2 separate regions of the Siniperca chuatsi genome follow, and region 1 is linked to region 2. Evidence: chromatin contacts called from public Hi-C data. All regions are on one chromosome and are shown on one strand. The core of a region is the stretch at or near the end of the contact, and the rest is flanking DNA. Distances in the headings are between cores, read along the strand shown. Region 1 overlaps dennd6aa (DENN/MADD domain containing 6Aa). Region 2 overlaps slmapa (sarcolemma associated protein a).

Region 1 (3,358 bases), core at 284-2,783, 50 kb before region 2:
TTCTGTGAAAAAGGGCACTAACTGTACAAGAGTAATCAAGTTTTAGAAACACAATCTGAATATTGCAATGAAGAATTTCTAGGAAAGATCCATCTTTACTTTGTCCCATAAAAACTATTTTTGGCAGGTAATCTTTAGGGGAGAAGGAGGTTTTGTCCACCACGTGTCAGCAGGTACCGCCAGAGGAAGAAAAAGTAAGGACTGTGAGAGATTCAGCTACTGCTGCAGTACCACCACTGAACAGCAGGTGGGGACAGTATGACACAAGCAAGTGTATTGTGGAGAAGGAAAACACTGTGACCTGCAGGTCTCACCTGAAAAGGTCGACTTCATGGATGGTTGGGAGCACAATGGACACCTGACTGTCACTCTGAAAAACAGACAGACAATCTCTTTCAGCTGAAATAATCACAAATTGAATGCATGTTCACACACAAATTAATACAAAATACCAAATGTTGAAAGAACAACTCCTTCACTTAGAAAACAGCACTATTTTTTTGTGTGTGTGTGTGTGTGTGTGTGTGTGTGTGTGTGTGTGTGTGTGTGTGTGTGTGTGTGTGTGTGTGTGTGTGTGAGAGAGATAACCTGGGCAGACTGGACCAGCTGTGACGTTCCTGGTTTGTCATAACAGGTTGGGATGCGAACCTGCAGCAGCACACAGATTCAACACAGTCAGTTTGAACACTCATCAGAAACCCATTTAACACAGATTATCACTCTACACTGCTTCGGCTTGCTTTAATCAAAGATCAGATAATAGCGTACGCGTCATAGTAGATTGCACATGGACAGAACGTGAGTCATGAGTCACTCAGTCATAGTGTTTTGGGCATCACATTACTTGTTTATGCTCCAAAATATGATAAAAAATGTAGTGGACACAGTACATTGTACTATAAATGTGGGTGGCTTTAGTCATGGTTGTGTTCTGAGCAATGTTTTTCTTGAGTGGAGGGGTTGTGGAAGAAGACCGTAGTCCAATAGTCACAGTTCACAACACACTTAACACATTCAGAACTAAAGCTTCAGAAAGTCTGCAATGTATTTTTAAAAGAAACTAAGCTTTTCTCATGAAGGACATTTTGACTTATCAAACACGGGTGTAACTAATTACACTAATATTGGCTGCATCCCATTTAAGTGTTCCAGTTGCAGGGCCCTGATGTAGTGCATGAGCTATCATTAATGAATCAGTTGCACCTGTGCTTTACCTGCTGTGACAAGTCAAAATGAAACGTCTACTGGTCTCCACCCATAGAGTTACTGTGTGTGTGTGTGTGTGTGTGTGTACCTTGATGACCACGCCCATAATGGGCAGCGTGAGGATTCGTCCAGGATGGGGCGTCGGCCAGCGGTCTATGTCGTTACAAGCTGTCAGTCAAATACACAAACAACAGCGATCTGAGTCAGAATCTTTATACAGATCAAAGCATTCACTCTTTTCTCACAGAGCTTTACTGAGTGTAAGTAAATAACGTTTATATACACTCAGTTGCTAGTTTCTTAAAGGTAAACCTAGCTAAAAGTAATACAGTCTAATAAAACCGCCCTGCAATAGACCCTACTATCATGAAGTAATAATGTTTATTTAACTGGGACAACACAGATTCAGGTTTCTGTTGAAACCGTTTTAGAGAGGTTTTGAGGGAGAAGTGTATATATATCACTTCACAAAACTGTAGTTACAAAGTAGTTAACAAGGAGAGAAAAAAAGAAGAGATGGGCAAGATGGTGTATAAAAACATTAACACAAACTCTACAAACCACAAACTATAAAGTTATAAGAAAGAAAAATCCAAAGTAAACAAGTTTTTTGCAACTTTCCTCTTGTGGTTTCTCTCCACAAATAGTTTTGGTTTTATTTGTCTCTGGAGGTGAATTGAATTTTGTTTGTGCAAACCACAAAACAGTGTCCCTGAGTTACAGGGACACTGTTTCTGGAAAGATGTGTTACTCTATTTTTTTAAGTCATTTTTCATGGCTGTGAGCACCATAAAATTACTTGCTTTCACCTCCATTGTAATGTGGTGGAGGCAGAAATCATAGAGACAGATTTCTCAAAACCTGGACAGACAAGAGCAAAACTATCAGCATGGATAGATAACAGCAGAGGTTGAGATGTTTTGTAATTTGGGTGAACTGGCCCATTAAGATGCTTTTAAATATGTGCACTGATTTGGCTTCTGTGACACTTTGAGAAGCTGTTCCAGATTCGAGAGGCAACAACAACAAAAGCATGATCAGTTGTGGTTCCTGCCAGGACCTTTGAACAGCCACAAGTCTGTCTTCTGAGGACCTGAGGCTCCTGCCAGTGGTCAGAGTGGCATGCTTTTTTCTTAAGCACAAAGTGGCCCGAGCATGTGATGCCTTGTGTGTCAAAATTAAACATTTTTTAAATCATGATGGGGGTGTAAAGTGTGCCCTGAGGCTTGTTTGGATTTTTCTGCAGACCTCTGAACCAGCAGGAGTCGAGACACGACACTCACAGTCTCTCTTTATGAGCGTTTGTTTGCAGGTAGAGACAGACTGGCAGATACTGACAGACAGACAGGCAGGTAGAGACAAACAGACAGAGAAAGGTAATCAGACTGACCAGCCTCCAGACAGGGCTCCTGTTTCTCGAAGTATTCTGGAGCCATGATCTTCAACAGGGAGTGGAAGAAGGTCACATAGGGCAGCTTACTGATCAGGACCAGAGACTGGTAGAGGGCCGTAGACACACACACACACACACACACAGAATTTATATTCACATGTTTTTAATATCATCATTTTATATGACATCAGTGTTTCCTGTTAAACCTGTGTCCTCTGAACGTTTCTTTTATCATTTTTAATGTCTTTTGGAAATACAGATTTATTTATGAGTCTTGTCTGACTCTACATTGATGGTTCTACATATGTTGGCAAGTTTTCGATGCATTGAAGCTGAACTTTGACACTGACCTTTTGGAAGTATCCTCTCTTCAGGGATTTGTCTCGCACCTGACGGAAGTACACGTAACCATAGTAATGCCCCTGTTCCCTCTGCAGCACACACATACACAGACACACACACAGAGAATCAGAATCGAACAATTCATGTATGTCACATGCACTGCAGCATGTTTATATATGTGGGTCTGTAGTGGGGTGTGTGTGTGTGTGTGTGTGTGTGTGTGTGTGTGTGAGAGTCGGAACCTTCAGACAGGGCGGTGCGTCCCGGTCGGTGGTTTCCAGGAAGCAGCCGAGTGATGACTTCCTGTTGGAACCCTGACGAAAGCGGAAGCAGAACTGGGTGTCGCCAAGGCAACCTGGGAAAACAGCAGAGTGATGGTATGGTTACCATGGGAACACAATACATGGTATTGGGTAG
Region 2 (3,801 bases), core at 1,129-3,628:
AGGTAAATTCTGGATTATCTTCACCCCCACTAAAACAAACCTGTGTGACCTTGTGTTGCTGTAGAATACAGTACTTTGGATAAATATCTCCACTGAATGGCTGATGTCATGTTCATGCAGGGCAGAAACTGAGGGTGGCCAGTTTTTCCCACAATATGGGTAGAAATGTGGCTTCACATCTGGTGTTGGTTCAGTGATGTGTGATCAAAAACTCTTTTAATCTTTTTCTAATTGTTTTTAATTTGCTCTGATGCGTTAAATCAGAATTTTCAGTTTTTTAAATCACCATCCATGCAACTACAGTCATAACTCCTAACTGTGTCCATTTGATTAATACAGAAGAGAAAATGGTGGAAACAACTCACTATGATTAATACACATGGTTTGCACTAATCTAACAGGGGAATAACAGGACCATCTGTGTTATGTCATATAAAACACCTGGCCTGTGCTACAGCACACTGTCTGTGAGGAAACGAGCCACCTTGTGGTTGTCATCAAATGTTTGGTATTCTTGCTTAAAAATGGCTCAAACAATGAAACGACTATTAAAAAAGTTGCTGGTTAATTTATTTCGATCAGCTAATCAATTGACCAGTCATTGTAGCTCCAAACTGCACTGCTAACAAAATAACATGGAGAACATGACAATTATCCAGAGTCTGTGGTACATTTGAAAATATGTAAAAACTGAATTATTCTGCACTGTTAAGTTTTGTTGATCAAATATTTTTGTTGCTTGTTGGCTGGTTAATTTAATTCAATGGCATTCTGTACATAGCTAAATAAACTGAGCTAATCTCTGTAGTTTACATAGCTGCCATACATTCAAGAAGAGACCTCAGTTCTTGTTATACGGGTTGTGAAAATACTGACAATTACACCTATTTGAAAGAGTTGCGTGTTTAAAATAAATGTCATGATTAACAATAAATATATAGTGTTCTATCAGCACTTCAGAGTTTGAGAGTGAATTGATTGATTGGACTTTTATTATTTTTTATATGATTTAAAAGTATACAAATTTATGATTCAGTTTCAACCTTTAACCAGTGAAATGACAGCTGTCAGCAACAGCAACTTGTGATGGATGAAATTGACAAAAAGGTTTAATGCACCTAAATCCTTCTTGATCATCAGGCTCTTACCCATCTTCCTCCTGAAAGAAGATCATTGCCAGCATTGTAAAGAAAAGCTCATTCTTCTGTTTTTCAAATTTGTCTGTGCTTTTCTTGCTACATGGTGATCTAAACCTACGATACACTCAGTCTGCGCACTGAGCTCTGCACCTTGCTGATCATGTGTAGAGAGCTTTATGTAATGTACTCTTGGGCCCTGATTGACTGCTACATTATTGGTGCATTGTTGTGATTGGCTGAGCTAGCTAAAGGCAAACATTGTATGACTTGCCATGCGTAAAGCTGTCTACAGGCTCATTCTGCATCTGAAAACTGGCCTCAGGCTTCTCTGTGTGAGGAATCCCTGTTAGCTTATTGACCACTGTTTGATGTTCAGTCACTTCAACACGCTGATTTACACACTTAACAGCCACTGCAGTGTTTACCTGCTGGACTCACCCTCTAGCCTGAAGCCTGTTCAGTGGTTCCTCTGTGCTCATAGCGTTTTGGTTTTGTTGTGACCATCACAGGTGTTGATTGAACTTGACGTTCCTTTTTGAGGCTGTAGTTGTTTGTGTGTCTGTGTGTCAGTTTTTTTGAGGCTCTAGTTGAAGCTGATATTGAGTCTGGGAATTAAGCTAGCCGATTAATCAAATTGGTAAAAGGGGGAAAAAATGAATTAATGGAAAATAAGGAAGTAGAGATTAGATTTCTCACATGAATGACTTTTTGATGTGCTATGATGAGGTTTTTATTTAACAAGGAGGTGAAAAAAAGTGTTACAAGACCTTCAAGAACCATTTTATTTCCTTCTGTCGCCGTGGTTACTCCATGTGTCTTCCATCCCTGCTGTTTCCATGGTGACAAACTGTTTTCTCCTCTCTCTTCCTCTTTCAGTGTCATCCAGGCTCCGTTACCACTACCTGTAGACAAGGTAAGAACAGAAATGTGTGTGGTGTTGTTCTGTCCCATGTGCAAATTGTTTGTCTCCGTCTCAGATTTTGATGTATGCATGCTCCTCAGTGATGGAGCTGAGTTTGTGTGTTGTGTGCAACTAGTCTTTGTGCACGCACACACACACACACACACAGAGTAGAGTAGAGTAGAGTAGTCAGCTGATGGAGGAATGCAGGGATAGCTGCCAGTTTCTTTCATGTGGATCAGGGGGCAGTTTTTTTTCCCACCGTTCACTCGGAGTGCTTTGTGTCTTTAGGTGTCTCCAAAACTATTTAGTCCAATTAAATTGCATTTTTTTGGTCTGCTGCAGCATACATATTTGCTCTGTACATCCCTTGTCCTGTGTTCTTCTTTGAGGAAAAAAAAAACAAAAAACCAAAAGGGAGACATTTATATTTTGTTTTTTTTTTTTTTAGTTTCATGGTTTTGCATTAATTTGACAGAACACTGTTCTGGTAACCGTCAATGTAGATGGAGACCTTATTTCAGTACAGCCAAGCAAATCTTGCATAAAGCAGTAACATCGGTGTTTTATCAGAGGCAGAGCCGATGGTCATACTAACGCTGTGTTCAGACTACTGGTGAGCAACAGGCTACAAGTCATTTTCAATGGAAGCCGGTGACATGAAGCTACAAACTCACGCCCGACACTTGTCGCTGCATGACAGGTGTGGTAGATTCAAAGCTGAGCTGGCCTTTTCAGCGCTCCAATGACGCTGTGAAGCATCAACCAATCATATGTTTTTGCTTCACCATTTCCTTTCCCCTTCTCTCTCCCCACAATTCCTGTTCCATCTATAAAAAAAAAAGTGCTAGTGTGAACATAGCATTAGCCAGATAGCAGCCTGCTACACAACACAAGAACACAATTTGTCTTGTTCTCTGTCCGGAGCTGAAACTGGGTTGTGATACTGTATACAGGAGATGTGACGTTCTCTATATAGGTTGAAATCCTGTTGCTTTGGGGTCACAAGAACAGATTTATAATCTCTTTTACTTGACACTTCCTGATAAATGGAATTTGTTTTACTGTATTTTATTTAGATGTTATTTATTTAGAAATTCTTGTACAGCTGCGTACTGTATCATTTGATATCGTACGGTACATTGCCAGGTTAATTCCAAACTGTCCTTTACCATGCTTTACCATGTTAGGTTTCTCTTCTGCCTCGCCCTTTTCTGTGTTTCCCTCCAACAGTAAAAACAACAGGGCCTCAGTGTAACCTGTCTGAGGAATGTAGGCTAGAGCTGACGGTGTGCCGTGTCTGTGTCAGGGAGGAGCTGTGATTAGATTTGAACCACTTCTCTAACATAATTAAGTGTCCTACAGCAGAATCCTTGCACCTCCCGGGTCTCAAAAGAAAGACACACACACACACACTCAGACACACACACACCCAGGCTGTCACATTGACTTAATGAGGAAATGTATTGAATGCACAGGCAGAATGTGAATGAGTGTAGTTTTTGGACAACACTACATGTAGCTGTGGTTTCACAATAGTTACTCAAAATTGTAGTAGGTCAACATTTTGGGAAATAAGCTTAGATGTTCAGATAGATATCTGTCTCATGTCTACATAGCTGGAGTCAGGACTTAGTTAGCTTAACTTAGCATAAAGACTGGAAACAGGGGGTGTAGCGACTATCCTGACCAGCAGTTAGCCACCCGGCTAGGTGCGGGCAGTCCTTATTTTTGACGTGCTTCAGTGAGTGGATGTCCAGG

Evidence for each region. A called contact is a pair of places that touch in the nucleus more often than the background predicts.
Region 1: a Hi-C map of liver shows a contact between it and region 2, with 5 times the contacts expected there. The contact joins two enhancer-like sites. A contact is called at or near these places in 3 of 3 Hi-C or Micro-C datasets (liver, skeletal muscle and an unstated tissue).

The regions. Positions count from the first base shown.
Region 1 is chrLG2:6,222,901-6,226,258 of ASM2008510v1, reverse strand. It overlaps dennd6aa (DENN/MADD domain containing 6Aa), which reads right to left. Exons shown (of 19, transcript XM_044210374.1): 4 at 3,184-3,296; 5 at 2,950-3,030; 6 at 2,597-2,702; 7 at 1,295-1,374; 8 at 589-648; 9 at 315-370. Among protein-coding and RNA genes, the nearest start is that of dennd6aa, 8.8 kb to the right of the region's middle. Within about 2 kb of position 1,533, the one cell type or tissue checked has an H3K27ac peak away from gene starts, as active enhancers do. A contact at or near this core is called in liver, where this site is marked.
Region 2 is chrLG2:6,173,173-6,176,973 of ASM2008510v1, reverse strand. It overlaps slmapa (sarcolemma associated protein a), which reads left to right. Exons shown (of 25, transcript XM_044210363.1): 4 at 2,016-2,052. Among protein-coding and RNA genes, the nearest start is that of slmapa, 35 kb to the left of the region's middle. Within about 2 kb of position 2,378, the one cell type or tissue checked has an H3K27ac peak away from gene starts, as active enhancers do. A contact at or near this core is called in liver, where this site is marked.